Linked DNA regions of Hordeum vulgare: all the other regions are linked to region 2. The links are chromatin contacts, called in public Hi-C maps. All regions are on one chromosome and are shown on one strand. Each heading gives the region's core, a stretch centred on a gene start, on an enhancer-like site or on the middle of the called end of the contact. The rest is flanking DNA. Distances are from core to core; before and after follow the strand shown.

The links. Hi-C and Micro-C count contacts between places; a contact is called where the count stands out from the background.
Region 1: a contact with region 2 is called in a Hi-C map of leaf, with 3 times the contacts expected there. The contact joins the enhancer-like site here to the promoter of LOC123396066 in region 2. A contact is called at or near these places in 4 of 6 Hi-C or Micro-C datasets (leaf and seedling) and 1 of 1 datasets of contacts at active chromatin or transcription factors (embryo).
Region 3: a contact with region 2 is called in a Hi-C map of leaf, with 2.9 times the contacts expected there. The contact joins the promoter of LOC123397704 here to the promoter of LOC123396066 in region 2. A contact is called at or near these places in 2 of 6 Hi-C or Micro-C datasets (leaf and seedling).

What each region holds. Positions count from the first base shown.
Region 1 is chr5H:348,506,997-348,509,879 of MorexV3_pseudomolecules_assembly, reverse strand. No RefSeq gene overlaps it. Among protein-coding and RNA genes, the nearest start is that of TRNAW-CCA, 6.0 kb to the left of the region's middle. Within about 2 kb of position 1,394, at least 2 of the 3 cell types and tissues checked have open chromatin away from gene starts, as enhancers often do. A contact at or near this core is called in leaf, where this site is marked.
Region 2 is chr5H:349,098,982-349,101,827 of MorexV3_pseudomolecules_assembly, reverse strand. LOC123396066 (protein ETHYLENE-INSENSITIVE 2) reads right to left here and starts at 1,567. Exons shown (of 7, transcript XM_045091097.1): 1 at 1,060-1,567; 2 at 443-529; 3 at 161-274; 4 at 1-77. The coding sequence starts at 1,317.
Region 3 is chr5H:349,940,562-349,943,695 of MorexV3_pseudomolecules_assembly, reverse strand. LOC123397704 (receptor like protein kinase S.2) reads left to right here and starts at 1,643. Exons shown (of 1, transcript XM_045092240.1): 1 at 1,643-3,134. The coding sequence starts at 1,874.

The DNA of each region.
Region 1 (2,883 bases), core at 145-2,644, 590 kb after region 2:
AAAGTTTGTTCAAAGGTTATTCAATCCATCTAAAGTAATATATGTGGATAGGAGATAGTAGTAGTGTTTATCAGTAATTTTGGTATGAGGATCTACCAATTCATCTAGGGGTTAAGAGACTTAGTGAAGATGGGGTGGTTGCTGACCTAGGGCATGTAAGAATGTTTGGGGGGAATTTTGCAATATGGTTAGGCATGAGAGGTTGTTCATAATATTATGTGTTTTACCCCATCTTTTGTACTTGTTCATTGTTGCTATATTCAAGTGGACCATGTTTTGCCGGAATGTTGATTCATTTCCGTTCTAGCAAATTTCAAGCGCTCCATATGTTCACTTTTTAGTAAATGTCATGCCCAAATTTTGCAATTATTTTTACAAAACTCTATTTTTTTAAAATTTACAAACTAATTTTGCAAATATGGAACATTTTATAAATTTGTGAGAAAAATATAAAAACTATAGCATTTTCAGAATATGTGAACAAATTTGGGAAATAGGGTCATATATGGAAATAACAAAATATTTTAAAATTTACGAAAAAAAACACGTGAACTTTTTCTGAATTTGTGAACAAAGTTGGAAATATTAACATTTTTTAGATATGTGAACAAATTTATAAATTCGAAATATTTTTTAGATACATGAGCAAATTTACTAAAATGGAAAAAATGGCAATTCCAGAACATTTTTGTAGTTTTAAATAAAATTATAAAACAAGAGCATTTTTTCAAATTCCGGAAATTTTTTTCAAACTACGTAACATTTTTTCAAATTCCGGAACATTTTTTCAAATTCCAGAACATTTTTTTAAATTCAGAAACATTTTTTCATATTCCAAACTATTTTTCAAATTCCGAAACATTTTTTCAAATTCTGGAACATTTTTTAAAATCTAGAATATTTTCAAAATAGAAACAAAACAAAGAAACAAAAAAGAAAACAAACAAAAAAAGAAAAACTGGTTCAGGAAATCTTCTAAAAAGTTACCAAAACCGAAAAAAACGGCTGAAAACCTCTAGAAGGTTCCCAAATCCGGGATCGGTAAAAGTGTTAACGGGTCAGCCGAAACATTTTTGAAAAATTCCGAACATTTTCTGAAGTTATGAATGTGTTTTAAAAGAAGCAACTATTTGAAATTTAGAACATTATTTTCAAAAGAAAAATCATTTTTCAAATAAAAAAACAATTTTCAAACATGAACCTATTTTGAAAAGGATAAAATAAGTTTGCAAAAAAGAAACGTTCAGGGAACCTCGTAGAATGTTTTCAAAACTGGTGGCTAAGTGTACTGGGCCAACGCAAATATGGTCTCGGGGATGTGCCTAGCCTTAGACTACGTGCTACAGAATGCGACGAATAGCATTTCGCTGCTTAAACGTTGGGAATATCCTATTGGACGCACTATCTCAAATTGTCGACCTTTTGCATAGACCTAATGATCGCGCGACATAGTGGACCGGCCCATTGACATGTTGCAGCGATTTCGATTTTGGGAACCTTCTCGAGTTTCTTTGTCGGTTTTTCCGGTTTTGGGAACTTTCTAGAAGATTCCCTGGACCGTTTTTTCTTTTTTTGTTTTTGTTTCTTTTTTTGTGTTTATGTTTCAAAAATGTTCGGGATTTTTAAAAAATGTTTCAGAATTTGAAATAATGTCCCGGAATATGATAAAATTGAAAAATATTTCGGAATTTTAGAAAAATGTTCCGAAATTTTTAACAAACTGTTTCAGATTTTTCCCGTTAAAAATGTTTCCATTCCAAAAAATGTTATTGTCTCATTTTCCATTTTTTACTTCACTTTTGTTTATTTTGTTCCTTTCTTATTTTTTGTTTGACATGTTCTAATTTTGGTTTCACGGGTTGGGCGTGTCGTTGCTTCATCAAGCCGCACCGTGCTTATTCAAATTGACATCCACCACGCCGACCTACTTCGACATGTCGACTCGCATGGGGGCTCTAGCGCCACCTTACCGATCTACTCCGCCACCTCGACTAGACCGGGGGCTTCCGCATCTCTTCATGAACCTGCTTCGAGGTCTTCGGTGTCACCAGGCGACCACCTTCGTCATGTTAGCTGGACCGGGGGCTTCGCCTCGCCACATCGACCGTGCTACGTTGCCGCTTCAGCAAGCCGAGCTCTTCGTTCGGGCACCTCGGGAGTGGCTTGGGGAGTAGGACCTTGACCTGCAACAAGCTCGGTCCACGTCACACCGAGCACATTAACCAACTAAGTAGCTTTCATGCTCAACCTTTTTTTAATTTTGTAATTTCTGTGTGGTTCAACCAAGCATTATATTTCCGTTAAAGAAAAAAGTTGTTTGTTAGAACTTAATAAGAGCATTGTTTTTTAAAATCACTTCCTTTACCCATGTTAACCGTAGGCTCTTAAATTTATATGAGCCATTTTATCATAAGTGTTTTCTTCTTGGTCGTTGCAAAGTCTTTTTCTACTCCTCCTTTCCCGACTTGAGTATGTAGTCAATAGCCAGATAGCCTGGGCCCTTTCTAAAGTCGCTCGAGTTTAGTTCGCTAAACTGACCTTGGAGAAACACTTTGCCTTTGGGATATGAAGGTTGAAGCCCAAGGATGACCCAGTTGAAATCTTGAGATCGGATGTGTCATGTCAAAACACGACGGTAGCACAAACCAATTTTCAGATGGGCACTAAGAAACTTGATTTAGTTCAGACGTGAAGTTTTTGTTAAGGTTTTTTGGTTTTTCGGTCTTATGGCACCTTTAACCTACTTTTATGTTTTTTCCTTTCAGGGGGCGAGACATCCTCTTGTTCGAGGTGTTCAGCATGGTAGTTTCCTTTGGGAAATCTTTTCCGACACACAATTCGGCATGTTCTCTATCGAGCTACACCTCGGCATTGTCAAAACAC
Region 2 (2,846 bases), core at 318-2,817:
ACCAATAAACCAAGCACGAAACAAACAAGTGCGAGACCTGCTATGCAGGCATTGAATATTCCAGCCATCTTCTTGTCCTGTAATGGGCGAAGCAGAAGCCAAGTGCACGTAAGAATTTGAGAAGGTTCCTTGTATGAGATAAAGTTTTTATTAAAATTACCAGATGGGAAATCGCATATGGTAGTAGATTGACTGCAAAACTTGCGAACCATATGCCTGTGACAAGGTCATCATATTCGAATACAAGGTTGAACCCCATTGCAATGCCTGAAATCTGAAATTACCAAACATCACCTTCAGACCATCAAAATTTCAGAAGCTGGGAAGCTGTCACATCGCATGCTCTGATTATGAATCTGAATCTACAACTCACACAGGCAAACAAAATTTCCGGAATGAAGCAGTGACAGAACATAGATTTGCGTAAAGTGCCTAGACATACCATGGTAATCTCTGCAGTTAACAAGGACAGTAATGCCTGAACACCAAGGCCGACGCATATTGGCTGACTGTACTCCTGAACGCATATCTTCATGTTCATGTAAAAGTACCGCAGAAAGAAAATCAAATACGATTATGATGAGTATAGCTGAATGATACAGAACAATAAAGGGCAACATTTAGAAAGAACTGAATTCTCTAAAGGTAAAAGGGAACAAAAAAAAAAGGAACTTTGGGGGGAAATGATTGCTGGTTGCTGCCTGCGTGCAGCTGTGGGGTAATGCCTTTTGGCTTTGGGGGCGTGATTTTGCTCAAGTTTGCTGCCTAGATGCAGTTCTGGATAGTGTTTCTCTGGTTTGGGGGGCACTGATTATTCATGTATACACTGGTAACCCCAGCTTTATCTTTCAGTTTGTAAAGAAACTTGGTGTCTTCGAATGGCCGGGTAGTGAAAATGGAACCTTTTGTCTTAAAAAAACAAAAGGAACTTTGATTAGATGGGAGCTATTGTATCTTTGACTGTCAGTCGTATCTAGGTCATCCATGGCAACTTGCTAGAGCTGTTTGAATAACTTTGCAAAGCGAGACGAAGAAGGAAGTGAGGAGAGTGGTAGCTACCTGGGCAAGATTCTGGGTAGTGACCATGCCGATGCATATGGAGAGGTACTGGCAGAGGACGGCGGAGAAGTTGAAGAGCAGCACGAGCAGCACGAGATCATAGCCGAAGCGAGAGCCGGCGTCCACGGTGGTGACCCACTTGCCGAGGTCGATGTATCCAATCGAGATGAAGAGCGCCGGGCCAAGGGTGCGGAAAAGGTTGCTCCGGCCGCCGTCGTCAGCCCCCAGGGACTGTGCTAAGCTCCGGACGCCGTCCATGGCGGGCGGAGCGAGAAGAAGCGCGCGAGCAACGAACCCAGACACGGCGGCGAGCAGGCAGGATCCCGACTCGCACTAGACTAGCACATCCAGCGATCTGCGTAGCAGGGAGGGCGGATCGGATCGGGGGTCGCGGGCTTGGTTGCCTAGGAGCGCGGGCTGGGATCGTGAGGAATGGCGACGAGGAGGCGAGGAGCGGAGCAGGACGAGGAGGAGTGGAGGCAGGGGGGCAGACGCAGGAGCATGAGAGGGAAGGGGGGCGGGGTGGGGAGGGCGGAGAGGGAGTAGGGGGTGGGCAGGGGCAGGGGCATGGATGAAGAAGGGGAAGGAAGAAGAGTGATGGTGGACTGATGGGAGATGGGTTCTTGGGGTCGGGGAAGATGGGGGGAGAGATTGGAGGGGATTCTCTGTGGCTCGGCTGTGTCTGCTGGTGCCATGTGAGGGATCCCGTGTGGCTGCTGTTGTTGTTCTTTTGACAATCATCTCCTGCTTTATTCATGCGTTAGAATACTATAACATCTTCACAAGTATTGGGATGAACGCACCTAGGGGCAAAATGCGTCAATAATTCAGGAGGAGACAACTTAGCTATCCTAGCTGAGCTACCTGGTTATACAATGATTATAGATTACATATCCAAGGTCATGAAATGGCAATCATCAAAAATAGCACTAACAACTGAAGAAGTTTTTTAAAGCTTCAACCACCTCCATGTTAAGAGTTGATCTCAGCCTTGTTGCATCCCGCTCTACGCGTAAGATTGATGCCAAACCGATATAGCCTCTATCGTGAAAGAATCAAATCATATATCAAATTTTGTGTTTGCAACATCAATGAACTTCCCATTGTGATTTCTCGAGCACTACGCCAACCGGTCCCTCGAGTGTATCCATATCCAACCCAGCATCAATGTTTAGTTTCACATAATCGTATCTTGTCTTCACCGAACCAAACACTATCCGCATTGGTTTCGGACTGCATGAGATAAGAAATTTGCCGCAAATCCTTTCATCGCGAAATTTATTTGGGATGTACTTTGGGTTTCTTCTTCATGGGCCAATTTTCTGCGCTCATACTACAAATGGGACGTCACTGTTTCTCTCAACTTGAGCATACCTAATATATGAATCTCATGATCCATCGTACACAAAAGTGCTCTAGTATAGCCTCACTAGTCTTGTCGACGCCGATCACCTTTTTGATAATATCCTCGATGCCAAGCAACTTCCACACGTTCGACGCAAGCTTCCACTCGAGCAACAGATGCTTGATCGTATGAGGACCTAGTTTGCAAGTAGGAAAGTATGGATTGATTTTTGAGATGCTTGTTGGCTAGTACTGATTGGCAGGGGATCGTGCTATGAAACACCCTCCAAATATATTTTTTTATCTTTGTTGGACACGAAATGCTTCAAACTGAGTCCCATGTATCACTTTGGGTAGAAGGTCCCTCCAAATTTTGTAACTCGTGGCCAAACTAGGATTGCCATACAAGATGACATGCTACGTGCACCATAAAAGATCCATGG
Region 3 (3,134 bases), core at 394-2,893, 840 kb before region 2:
GGAGAGGCATTTTCTATTTGATGCCACACGTTTAAGTATACGTGTATTTTTGTTAACTGACGTCTGTGACGTTCGTAAATAGATTGATCCATTCAATCGTCCGTTGAGGATTTTTTTCTAAAAAATCTACATTTTTTTTAAATATGGATAAACTTTTTTAAATTTCAACGAAATTTTTTCAAGATTGAAGAATTTTTTTCTGAAAATAAATGAACCTTTTTCTAAAATATGACGATGTGGAACCACTTCGTTGTGAGCACTTGGCTCTAACCATCCGGCCATGACCCGATTTGTGTAATTATATTACAGCCCAACATTTTATTGTGTATGTCAGTTTGGTTTTTTTGCTTCTTCTTTTCTATCATTCCTTTTTGTTTTCTTTAATGTGCCTTTTAATAAAATCCATGAAGCTTTTTATTTTGGCTTTTAAAAAAAATGAGTGTTTTAAAACCAACGGGCTTTTCTTTTAAATCAATGAACTCTTTCCAAATTTGATGAACTATTTTAAAATTTTGTGAACCTTTTCCAAAATCGGTTAATTCCTTTTCAAGTTTGATTAACTTTTTTAAGACTGGACAAACTTTTTTCAAAATCAATGGTTTTTTTCAACTTTGATGAACTTTTTCTAATTCGGTAAATTTTTTTTTTCAAATTTGTTGAATTGTTTTCCTATTCGATGAACGTTTTTCAAATTCAATGAAAATTTTCAAATTAGGTGAACTTTAAAAAAAATCATGATCTTTTTTAAAATCTGTGAAAATTTTAAATTCACAATTCTTTTTGTTAATTACGAGTTTTTCATTTTCTTTCATATTTAATCAACAACTGACTGAAGTGAGCCCCCCACCGGTGATCGATGGAGCAAACCCACCAAGCGCTCGCTTATATGGTCTAGCCGACGGGGTGATGGTGCGTGGGCGTCAGCTAGGGAAATTGACACTTGCAACGCTAATTAGGAGCTCCCCGAAAAACATGGAAGCAGATGAAATTTTTGCTCAATGACTAGGGCTTGTCTCACCGTTGGACCCTGTTAAAGAATTCATCCGATTAATCAGTTAACTTGTCGATTAATCTCTATTTATAGGGTCACCGAGTAGCCAATAAACTTATAGTTCGTCCGATTAATTCTTTAAGATTATTAATCACCTACACGCCAGCTAACCGAGCAGCTACGAGTTAACGATTTCCTTAACAATGTTGCTGGAATGTAAATTTGAGCGATTTCCACGCCTTGACGAAAAAAACCTCTAATAATTAAATAATGACAAACGTTGAAACGCATTGCTAGAACCGGCTTATTGTACCATAGGAGACATCGTAAATAATGGCTAGCGTTGAAACAAACCCCTAGCGAGCACCGGCTTGACACAATCATACCACAGGAGACGGTAGGAGAAGTGTGTCGTCGTGTTCCACCCGGCCGGCCCGTGACCTCACCGGCCGGCACCACCAAAACCCATGTGAAAATACGTGGCCGGAAAACCATTCTCCGATCGCGCGGCCTCTCCCTTTCAACGAGCACCCCCCACCTGCCATCCAAGTCAACCGAGTGAGCCACCCACCATGAATGAGCTGCATGCCACCACCCGAGCTACCTAGGCCAACTCCTTATGCTTAGCCGTCGCACGCCACACTAAACCTATCGCCGCGCCTAAACCAAAGTCCTCTTGTCATCTTGTGTCACCTTTCCTATCCTATCCCACCTGCCCCCCACCGCTCCGTGGCCACGCGCGCGCGCGCACTCGCCATTCCATTCCCCACTGATCAAGACCTCCACCGGCAACTTTAAACGCCGCACGCTCGCGGGCACCATTAATTATGCCCGGCTGACATCCCCCTGACACGCACGTACCATCTCCCGCCCAACGCGTCCATGTCGCTCCGCCGGCTGTGCTTCGTGCTGCCCATGGACGGGGACGAGGTCCTCGCGGCCTCGGCTGACGACCACGACGACGACGATGCCCGGCGGCGCCCCGGGGAGAAGCTGAGCTCGTACGTCCGCGACAAGGTCGGCCGCGCGCTCTCCTGCCTCCGCTGCGGCTGCCACGACTCCCGGTCCGCGAAGATGAGCTTCGAGGACATGGACGGCGTGTACGAGGTCGGCGCGAGGAAGATCAGAGGCGCGACGGGGCCCAGGGTGTTCAGCTACTCCGAGCTCTACATCGGGACCAGCGGCTTCAGTGACCAAGAGGTCCTCGGCAGCGGCGGTTTCGGCCGGGTGTACCGCGCCATGCTGCCAAGCGATGGCACCACGGTGGCCGTCAAGTGCGTGGCCAGCGTCGGCGTCGACCGCTTCGAGAAGTCGTTCCTGGCGGAGCTGGCCGCGGTTGCCCGGCTGCGGCACCGCAACCTCGTGCGCCTCCGCGGGTGGTGCGTCCGGGACGAGGAGGAGCTGCTTCTCGTGTACGACTACATGCCCAACCGCAGCCTCGACCGCCTCCTCTTCGCGCCGGCCTCGGCTGCGCCCGCGCTCGGCTGGGACCGGCGGCGCCGCATCGTGGCCGGCCTCGCCGCCGCGCTGCTCTACCTGCACGAGCAGCTCGACACGCAGATCATCCACCGGGACGTCAAGACCAGCAACGTCATGCTTGATTCCGAGTACAACGCTCGGCTTGGCGACTTCGGCCTCGCCCGCTGGCTTGAGCACACCGTGGAGGACGCGCCGCCCACGAAAAAGCTCGAGCTGCTGCCGTCGCCGCCATCCGTTCGGTCGACGTCGTCCTTTTCTTCCTCAGCCAACTACCAGTTCCGGCTGATCGACACGAGCAGGATCGGCGGCACCATCGGGTACCTCCCTCCGGAGAGTTTCCAGCGCAGGGGCGGGGCCACGGCCAAGTCCGACGTTTTCAGCTTCGGGATTGTGCTATTGGAGGTGGCCACCGGACGTCGGGCGGTCGATCTGGCCTACCCAGACGACCAAATCTTCATGCTGGATTGGGTACGCCGGCTGTCCGACGAGGGAAAGCTGCTCAAAGCCGGTGACCGCAAGCTGCCGGAAGGCGCGCGCGCCATGTTCGACATGGGCCGGTTCATCCACCTCGGCCTCCTCTGCTCGCTGCATGACCCGAGGGCTCGTCCTACCATGAAGTGGGTGGTGGAGAACATCTCCGGCAGCTGCTCCGGCGACCTCCCGG